3 separate regions of the Sus scrofa genome follow, and all the other regions are linked to region 1. Evidence: chromatin contacts called from public HiChIP or PLAC-seq data. All regions are on one chromosome and are shown on one strand. Each heading gives the region's core, a stretch centred on a gene start, on an enhancer-like site or on the middle of the called end of the contact. The rest is flanking DNA. Distances are from core to core; before and after follow the strand shown. Region 1 has its middle 25 kb from the start of FOS. Region 2 overlaps BATF (basic leucine zipper ATF-like transcription factor). Region 3 has its middle 31 kb from the start of BATF.

Region 1 (3,277 bases), core at 325-2,824:
CTGAAGCTTAGTAAATAGTATTTGTTAAATGAATCAATGACAGAATTCCTGTAAAAAGTGTCAGGATTCTCAGGAAGAAGGCATAGGTAGGAGCTGATGATGATGTTAGCAGCCCAGTAAGTGGCAGAGCTGAGCTAAGTATGGGATGACCTGGCTGGTGGGCATTATTTAGCCCCATTTTATAGATGAGGAGCTGAGGCGGCCCTGACACTGCTTCAAAGGTCAAGGCAAGAGATGGACCTTTTATGTCAGAAATCAGAGGATCTGGGATAAACTCAGGAGCTCTAAAGCCAAGTGAGTTTGTTTGTTTGCTTGTTTTTTTTTTTTTTTTTTTTTTTTTTTTTTTGGCTGCACCTATGGCATGTGGAAGTCCCTGGGGCCAGGGATCGAACCAGTACCACAGCTGGAACCAGAGCCACAGCAGTGACAACACCGGATCCTTACCTCACTGAGCCACCAGGGAACTCCTAAAATGAGTTATTCGAGAGATAAAAATCTGATGAGGAGTTCCTGCTGTGGCACAATGGGATTGGTGGTGTCTCTGCAATGCCAGGATGCAGGTTCAATTCCCAGCCCTGGCACAGTGGGTTAGAGGATCTGGCATTGCAATGTGAATCGCAACCACGGCTCTAATCTGAACTCCATATGCCGCAGGGTGGAAAAACAAACAAACAAAAAACCTGATGAAATGATAAAAGGCTAGAAGGTATGTTTTCAAATTAGTTGTAAACAATGTTCCAGATTCCGGCTTCTGCACTGTCCAAATAATAAAGGCAAAACCACCCCAAATGATGAGGCGAGGCGTCACTTGGGAGTTTCCGTTGTGGCTCAGCAGTAATGGACCCGACTAGTATCCATGAGGATGCAGGTTCCATCCCTGGGCTCCTTCAGTGGGTTAAGGATCTGGCATTGTAGTGGCTGTGGTGTAGGTCGGCAGCTGCAGCTCTGATTAGACCTTTAGCCTGGGAACTTCCATAGGCTGCAGGTGCAGCCCTAACAAAAAACAAACAAACAAACAAAAAGAGTCACTTGGGATGTCTGTCACCACATTCACTTCACTGTTCCTCAAAATCCATACAGCTGTCTCTTCTTCATCCTCGGTTTATTTTTGATGTTTCTGCACACCTGGACTCTTCTGCTAACACGTTGTCACGTTTCCTTCATTTCATCAAACAACAGGCCCACTTGTCATCAGGAGCGTGGCACACAGTTGGGTTAGTAACAGTGCCCTGAAGTTGCCTGGGGGAGCAGAGTATTAGTGTATTATCTGATGCCCAGGCTTCCTGTGGGCTCTGCCTTGCATGAAGGGCTCTTCTAGATCTTGTTATTATGATGGGGAAATACCCCACGGTGCCAGGAAATTCCTGCCCAGGCAGGAGGCTGACTTCCCAGAACCCCAGGGAATCCAAGCGCAGCCCCCTGGAGCCAATCGGCAATGAAGCTGCCTCAAACGGACAAGCAAAACGAAGCCCAACAAAAGCAGCTGGAACCCAAACAAACAGACGTGGGTGAGGCTGGGAGAAGAGTCAGGCCTGGCGTCATCCAGGCTCTGGGCCATGTCGTTGTCATGGGGACGGCCAGCCGTTTACCAGCAGGCAGCAGAGCCAGATCTCCGAGGGGGAAGCCCGACGTGGGGGCTGGGGTGCCCCTGGGAGGCGGGGGATGGGGAGGGAAGGGGCTGTGCTTCTTCAAGTGATAGAAACCCACAGAGACAGCACAGTCACTTCTAGGGAGTGGCTTCTTCTCTCAGAAGGTGGGGTCAGCCCCAAGGGGTGGGGGGCAATGGGCTCAGAGAGGCTGGCTGGCCTGAGAGGGAGGGAAGTGGCCACTGAAACAGCAAAGAAGCCTCTGGAAAAGCTGGAAGGCTTTCCGGGCAGAAAGGATTTGCAGCTGTGTTAGCTTTCTGGGCAAAACATGAATTGAAGTGGATCACAGAGTTCTTTAAAACAAAAAGACAAAAATAATACATACACACACACACAGTGGTCAGTGGAGGAGAGAGGGGCCTTTGGGAACTTCCGAGGTGGCCCAGGAACATGTCCTAAGTCCTTCTCCAGGAGTTTCTTTATGGTGTGTTTTTTTCTTTTTTTTTTTTTTTTTTCTTTTTTTTCTTCTTTTCCTGATGACCACACTTCAAGTCATTTCCTGGAAGAATGAATAGCATTCTGAGAAAACAAAATGTTAGAAAATTCTGTTTTTCAGGGCAGGGCCTAAAAGGTGTTTGTGTCCATGAGAGTGGGTTCCGGTAGAATAAAGAAGAGGCTCTCTTTCTGGCTAAAGTGCAACATTAGCCAAAAGAAACGCCAATGGAGAAGAGAATCTTGGGAACTTCCTCCAGAAATCTTGCTGCTAATCCATCTGTCATACAAAAGGACAATCCCATAAGCTATGACGTTTCTAGAGCAGTCACTTCAGAGAGTCAGAAAGTGGGATGGTGGGAGGGGAGGATGGGGAGTTACTCTTTAACCAGGATGGAGCTGCAGTTTGGGAAGATGAAAAGGGATCCGGAGATGGGTGGTGGCCATGGTTGCACCACAGTTTTAACGGTAACTTTAAAATGGTTACAGTGATAAACTCTATGTTAGGCATATTTATGTTATGCATATATATCTACCTCAGTTAAAGACAGTCTTCTCGTTGTACCAGGAGACGGTGACATTTGCTGGGAGGCTGACACCCAGGGCGTGCTTGTTCACCTGGCTGGGCCTCTGCTGTGTCATCCATTAAGGGGGCATGTCTTCCTTCAGCCAATGAGGAAGAACAGGCATGAAAGCGTGTAGTGAACAGGAATGCAGCACAAGAACGTGAAATGTGATTAAGGTGTTATTTCACAATTCATTTTTTTTAGGTACCCAAATGCCAGGAGACACGTTGAAAGGAGAAAGGGGGGAGCTTTGAAGAAACGAAGGAAGGGATTATATTTGGCAGTTAGAGGATGTGGAAAAAACCCAAATATTTTAGGAGAGTAGATGAGAATTTGGGGCTTATTCTCAGAGACCAGAAGGTATGACCAATTCGGACTGTCACAGCCATTTAAAATACTTCTCCCTTTTGCCCTGCCTAAATTGAGAAACCAGTTAAGCCCACCCAACAAGAGGAAATGAAACAAAATGAAACAATGTCAAAACATAACCTCTCAAATTTCATGAAGGGAAATGGTACAGTTACAACACAAAGCTGGGTCGAAGTTTACCGGGTCTTGAACACAGATAGATGGATTTTTTGTTTGTTCGTTTGATGTATTTGGGGGCAGAGAATGAGCTCCACGTCCTACTCC
Region 2 (3,277 bases), core at 220-2,719, 220 kb after region 1:
TGAAGTACTTCACATCGGTGCTGAGCAGCCACGAGCCCCTGTGTTCCGTGCTGGCCGCCGGCGCGCCCTCGCCCCCCGAGGTGGTGTACAGCGCCCATGCCTTCCACCAGCCGCACGTCAGCTCCCCGCGCTTCCAACCCTGAGCTCCCCGAGAGGCAGGGCTGGCAGAGCCCCCACCCCAGCTGCTCCCAGGCCTCAGGAGGGGCACACAGACTGTGGCCCGGCGGCGGCCCTTGTCCCTCAGCGTCCTCTCCCCGCCTGGAGACCCGAAGCCCGACGCCTTGGACCAGGATTGAACACAGGACGTGGCACCTGGAAGCATGTGTGGCCGCAGGGCAGTGTGTTGCCTGCTGGGAGGCCTGGGCTGGACCTTGGTGGGGTGGGAGGCCCCGTCCAGGGGGAAAGGAGGGCGGGGTTATTTTTCTCTATAAAAGTCTGAAAAGAAGCCATTCTGGCAAGGGCTTGAAACCTTCATTCTGTGGAGCTGGGGTTGTTGTGTTGTTGCTGTTGTTTGTTCTGTTTGTTTTCTTGGCCTCAGGAGCCTTTAACGCTTGGGAGGCTTTACGGCCATTGCTTCTTTCCTGCGGTCTGTGAAGCTACTTGGCAAGCTGGGTTTTCACAAAGAATCGTCAATCCTCCTTCTAGGTAGCTTCTTGATTCTCCTCCCTAAATCATCTCACTGTGACCTTGAACTTTCCATTCCTCGCTGCCTCATGCTTTCTAGATGGTCAGCCTAGACCTTTCTAGGCTCATTCTCTAGACGGCAGAAGGACCAGGGCCAGGCTGGTGGGGTAGGATGGTCCTTGGATTGACACCCTCCTCTGCCGGGACTGCACTTGCTCCCACGGGTCCAGGCGGCCTGCACTGGGTGATGCTGTGTGCTGTTGGCTCTGCGCCAGGAATTCTAGCAACGCCAGGAACCCCCCCACATGTAAAGGGGTGCTTTCCTCAGGCTCTCCTGGGACAACATGGTTTGGGGACATGGGCACTCCCTGCCCAGCTGAAGACTCCACCTCCCCTGGGATGCTGTGGTAAAGCACGCACACCTCTGCCTGTGTCCATGAGGCTCTGCAGGCTGCTGTTTTGAGCATGGTTTGAGGGCAGCGGTGGCTCAAGTAACACAGGGTTGTCTTCAGGACTTCCCATCCACCAATTTTGGCAGAGCTGAAATCAGTGTGCTCCAGTCCCCCTGCTCTTCTGAGGTCCCCAGGCCATGCCCTCTGGCCTGAACCACATCACGTCACTGTCCAAGAGCCCCAGCAGGGCCTGCCCACATGCACAGCCCCTGCTGAGCCAAAAGCCACAGGGATTGCCATGGAAGGTGTCAGATGCAGCCCCTCTGGTCTCCCCGTCTCATCCCTTGGTCCTTCAGAGGGGCTGCTACCACCTGCTGCCCCCCTGTAAGTGGTCATCTTGGGAGGCTATGAGCACAGGGGAAAGAGAGAGGCAGGCTGGTCTCCAGCCTGCCTGCCCACAGCTCTGGCTGGCTTGAGTCAAGTTTCTGGCTCTGGGCCTCCCCTGGACTGTGCCAGTGCGAGGCTAGTGTCATTACTTAACTCTTCAGAGGCCTGGAAAGGCTGGCACATGGACACCTGACCCCCTTGTGGCCCACAGAGGGAAGGAGTCCAAGCCAAGGGCCTCTGAAGGCACACCACCACTGGGGGGGCCCCTCACCCCTTCCCTCACCCCTGAAGCTGATGCCCATGGATGCCCAGAATGTGAGAAGGCTCAGAGCTTGTTAGAGTCAGCCCAGAGGGCCTTCCCGGGGTATCAGCATTGCTTCCAATGAGTCCTGCATTTTAACCTTTGGTCTCCCAATACAACTTGGTACATGGGACTCCTCTTCCAGTGCACAGACCCAGCAAAGACTGGGGTGCATGGTGAGGGGCTAAGGCAAGGAGGGTCTCTCATCATTTCCCTTCAGGGTCTGACTTCTGGTAGCTCACACTCTGTTGTTCCTTCCCACCCCTGTGTTAACCGGCAAAGCCAAGCCAGTGGTCCCTCAGATGTGGCCTGCATTGACTGGAAGGTGTTTTTCTTTTGCAGTCTGGAAGCAACACTTCAGGCCCAGCTGTCTTTAGAGCTAGTTCAGCCCGGGCCAGGCCTCTCACGGGCCTCCTTCCAATCAGAGCTTTTTTCCTCCCCACCCCTGCTCTAGTGCTGTGATTTCCCCCCAGAAACCCCCGCCGAAGGCACATGACCAGTGCTGGGCATCGTCTGAATGACATTCAGAGCCAGAACCAGAAATGCGGGGCTCACGTGTGCTACTCCCGTCTCTCAGCAAGGACTTCTCTTCCCCTTTCATTCTTTACTTTCTAATGACCCCAGGCAGTTCCACTTCTCCTTTCTGATCAGTCTGACTAGGGTGAATGCCAAAGCTGACTTCATCTCCACACAGGAAATTGGAGGGGCAGCTATAAATAGATCTCAACTTCCAGAACCTTGACCGCAGATTTCCTACCACCCAGGTCTGTCCCCCCAGCCTCTTGCCGATGACAGGGCTAGCTCCCTCAGGCTGGTGGACCACTGACCCACACTCAAATGCCTCAAAGGCCCAGGCAGGTACTATTAATACATGAAACTCACTGGCTGTAGGACAGTTGGGAGTGGTGGGGAGTGTGGCAAGTGGAAGCGTGAGTGCTGCTTAAAGCAGCGAGCTGGCCCTGGGTTCTATTCCATGCAGCCATGGAATTCAGGCCCAGAACTACCATGTCTTCCATTCATCCGTTCATCAAAGCCCAAATCAGAATTTCTGCAATAATCCTCTGATTTTTAAAACACTCTGCAGACCAAACAAAATGGGTGTGTGGAGCAGGAGCAGGTTTGCCCTTAATATTTGCAGGGCCTGGGACAAGAGTACAAACGGAGGCCAATACTGCATGTCTAAATACTTACATATTATACATTAAGCTTATAAAATATGTAGATATGTTAAAATAGGTTCTTTTCTCCTGCCTTGGCAAATACATCCTCATAACAGCCTGGAGGGCGGGATTTGAATTTAGAGTTCTTAGAGGCTTCAGAACTTTGATCAATACAAGGCGGCATGGGGAGAAACAGCCCCCAGACTGCAGCCTGCGCTTCTCCAGTCCCTCCCCGGCTCCTCCTCAGCAGCCTTGGTAGACATACCAGCCTACCAGCCTGTCTGGCCATACTCCTCCCCCACAGCAGCCGTCCTCGGGCCGCACCCACAGGTCCAGGGGTGCGCATACTAGTGTTTGATCTACTCTGGCAAGGAGGTATTGGGGAAGAGGGCTACAGCTCCTGGAAGCCAGCT
Region 3 (3,277 bases), core at 325-2,824, 160 kb after region 1:
AGCCAGCAGAGTGACCAGTGGACCTCAGATGACACTGCTTCTGCTCCAGCCACCCCTCACCTCTGTGCTGGGTGCTGTGGAGACTGGCCATCTGGGGCCTCACAGGTGAGCAAGTGAGAGACACTTGGGCAGAAAGGATCACACACACGTGCACACACACACACACACACACACATTTTCCCTTGCTGAGTTTAAAAGTGGATCACTAATATGTGTGATTCACTTTATTGCAGGGTCTGGAACCAATCTCACAATGCCAGGATCCTGATAGCAGTTTCATTAAGCCAAAATATAGGTAAATGTATATCTATGTGTGTATGTATATATTTAAATCTATCTGTTTCTACATCTACCCGGAAAGATATTCATTAAAATATTAACCTAGGGCAATTTTTCTCCCAGGGGTGGGATTATAATAGTTTGATCAATAGGTTTCCATATTTTCCAATTTTTCTGCCATTACCATGTGTTAGTTACATTATCTGAAGAACAAGGTCAAAGCCCATTCTCTTCCTTTCTTTTTTTTAAAAAAATGTTATTGGTGTGTAGGTGACTTACAACATTGTGTTTGTTTCAGGTGTACAGCAAAGTGAATCAGCCATACCCATACATATATAGCCATTCTTTCTTTCAGATTCTTTCCCCACAGAGGCCATCAGAGTACTGAACTATGCAGTAGGTCCTTGCTACAGATCGACTTTGTATATAGTAGTGAGTATATGCCAATCCATCCCTCCCCTCCTTTGGTAACCCTAAGTTTGGTTTTGAAATCTTTGAGTCTGTATCTATTTTGTGAATAAGTTATTTTGCATCCTTTTTTATCAGATTCTACCTATTAGTGATCTCGTATGATATTTTTCTTTCTCTGTCAGACTTACTTCATTTGTATGATAATCTCTATGTCCATCCATATTCCTGCAATGACATTATTCCATTCTTTTCTTATGTCTGAGTAATAGTTCATCATATGTATATGTACCACAACTTCTTTATCCAATCCTCTATTGATAGACATTTAGGCTGCTTCCATGTCTTGGCCATTGTCAATAATGCTGCAATGGACTTCCCATGAGGCTCACACCATTCTCTCTTAAATGGCTGAGGATTCCATGTCTAGGGGGTGCTTTTTGGGTGATGAAGGAGGCCCTTTCTCATTTTTCCTCTCTACCTCCCATCCTTTGAGGGTGGTTCTAGGAGAACCTCAAATGGACTCTGCTTTCTCGGACCAGTGTCTTTGCTGCCCTCTGGTGGTCATTTGAGACCTCAGCAAGTCCAATGACCAAAACCCTTTTAAGGGACTTATTCCTTTTATCAGCTACTCCCATTGCATGCAGAAGTTTCTGGGCCAGGGATCGAACCCAAGCCATAGCAGCAACCTGAACCACTGCAGTGACAACCCCAGATCCTTAACCCACTATGCCACAAGCGAACTCCCAAATTTGCCTTCTTAAGGCTCATTTCTTTGAACCCTCTCCCTCTCCCGCCCCCACCAAGGCTGAGCATCCTTACTACACTGGATGACTTGCTCCAGTGTAAGCTTCTTTAAGGCTCTTGTGAAAGGAGTTTCCACTGTAGTGCAACAGGATCAGCAGCGTGGAGCACTGGGATGAGACATGATCCCCAGGCAGGCACAGTGGCTTAAGGATCCAGTGTTGCTACAGCAGCAGCATAGGTGGCAATGGTGGCTCAGATTTGATCTGATCCCTATATGCATGCCACAGAGTGGCCGAAAAAGAAGAAGAAGGAGAAAGAGGAGAAGATTAAGAATTAGAGGAAGAGGAAGGGGAAGGAGAAGAAGAAGAAGCTCTTGTGAAAATGTCAATTTTGTGAAAGCAAGAGCCCCTTGGCCTTGATTACACAGCCAGAGGGCTTGAGTTTCATCAGTGGAAGGGCACTGGAGCATGCTCACCTGCTTCTTTCTAATAGTTGATCAAAGCAGTATATGGTTTTGGTCAGTATCATTACTGCAAAAGCCACCAGCACACCTGCTGAAACGCAAAAAGACGGTGCTTCTCACAGTCCGAGAACACTCTGAACTCCTACAGAATAACAATCAGTTAAGGCTGGTTCCAGGGCCCCCACCCTGGGACGCTTTGAGATTGTGTGGCTTTAGGCAAATTGTGTCACTTCTCTGTTCCTTCATCTGTAACAAGGAATCATTACCATACCTGCCTGGATTTAAACCCTGATCTACCACTTATCACTTGAACACATTACTTAACACCTCTGTGCCTCAGTTTCTTCATCTATAAAATGGAGGGGTGGGGCAACAGTGCCTAATTCATAGGGCTGGGAGGATAGAATTCATCAATACATGCGAATGATTAGATCAGTGCCTGGAATATAATTAGTTCTCAATAAATTTTGATTTTCATTGTTACTGTTACCAGTTACCAAAGTATATTAAGTTAAATGTCATTGTAAGAATACTTACAAACCCTTACATAAAGGGATTTACTATTTAATAAGCCTTTTATGTCTTAGAAACCATTCTAGCTGCTATTTATTTAATAGTTACTGCAACTGTTCAAGGAAGATGTTATCTTCCTTTTATAAATGAAGAAGCTAAGATTCAGAGAGATTAAGCAATTCACACAAGGTCACACAGCTAGGAAACATAGAACCAGAGTTTAATTTCATTGGTTTGGCTCTGGAGCCTCTGTTCTTTCCTGTCTGATTGCCTGCTGCCTTCGAGGTTAGCTCGTTTTTATTAATTTGGAATACTTTACCCCCACTCTATTCAGTTTTAAGTTAAGGTAATGCTAGTTGCCACAACAGATAAACCCAAATCTCTGTGGCTTTGGGTAATAGAACTATATTTCTCATCAATGCAATAACTCATGAGAGCATTCCCCTTTGGTGGCGGGTCTTCCACATGGTGATTCAGGGACCCCAACTCCTTCTATCTTGTGGTTCTCTGCTCCCTGAGGGCTTTGGAGTCCTCTGCATTTAGCTGGTAAGTGAGCAAAGAACATGGACCAGGCCTGGAAGTGGCACTTATCAACTCTGTCCAAATTCCATTAACTTCAAGCTCAGTCACAGGGTCGCGCCTAACTGCAAGGGAGGCTGGAGGAATGTAGTTTTGCTCTGAGTCCAGGAGACAGAAGAAATATAAGCTGCCAGACAGTCTCTGCCACATCTGGCTTATGCACTTTTTTTTTTTTTTTTTTTTTTTGCTTTTTAGGGCCACACCTGCAATATATGGAGGTCCCCATGCTAGTGGTCAAATCGGAACTGCAGCTGCCAGCCTATACCACAGCCACAGCAATGCTGGATC

Evidence for each region. HiChIP or PLAC-seq counts read pairs in DNA pulled down with a chosen protein or histone mark.
Region 2: a contact with region 1 is called in an H3K27ac HiChIP or PLAC-seq map of alveolar macrophages, with 4 times the contacts expected there. The contact joins two enhancer-like sites. A contact is called at or near these places in 13 of 47 Hi-C or Micro-C datasets (adipocytes, alveolar macrophages, brain and 9 more) and 2 of 2 datasets of contacts at active chromatin or transcription factors (alveolar macrophages and skeletal muscle).
Region 3: a contact with region 1 is called in an H3K27ac HiChIP or PLAC-seq map of alveolar macrophages, with 5 times the contacts expected there. The contact joins two enhancer-like sites. A contact is called at or near these places in 1 of 5 promoter capture datasets (liver), 33 of 47 Hi-C or Micro-C datasets (adipocytes, alveolar macrophages, blood and 16 more) and 2 of 2 datasets of contacts at active chromatin or transcription factors (alveolar macrophages and skeletal muscle).

What each region holds. Positions count from the first base shown.
Region 1 is chr7:98,472,952-98,476,228 of Sscrofa11.1, forward strand. No RefSeq gene overlaps it. Among named protein-coding and RNA genes, the nearest start is that of FOS, 25 kb to the left of the region's middle. Within about 2 kb of position 1,575, at least 42 of the 83 cell types and tissues checked have an H3K27ac peak or open chromatin away from gene starts, as enhancers often do. A contact at or near this core is called in alveolar macrophages, brain, fetal skeletal muscle and 4 more, where this site is marked.
Region 2 is chr7:98,691,757-98,695,033 of Sscrofa11.1, forward strand. BATF (basic leucine zipper ATF-like transcription factor) reads left to right here. Exons shown (of 3, transcript NM_001244571.1): 3 at 1-474. The coding sequence ends at 143. Among named protein-coding and RNA genes, the nearest start is that of BATF, 23 kb to the left of the region's middle. Within about 2 kb of position 1,470, at least 34 of the 83 cell types and tissues checked have an H3K27ac peak or open chromatin away from gene starts, as enhancers often do. A contact at or near this core is called in alveolar macrophages, brain, fetal skeletal muscle and 4 more, where this site is marked.
Region 3 is chr7:98,637,582-98,640,858 of Sscrofa11.1, forward strand. No RefSeq gene overlaps it. Among named protein-coding and RNA genes, the nearest start is that of BATF, 31 kb to the right of the region's middle. Within about 2 kb of position 1,575, at least 1 of the 83 cell types and tissues checked has an H3K27ac peak or open chromatin away from gene starts, as enhancers often do. A contact at or near this core is called in alveolar macrophages, where this site is marked.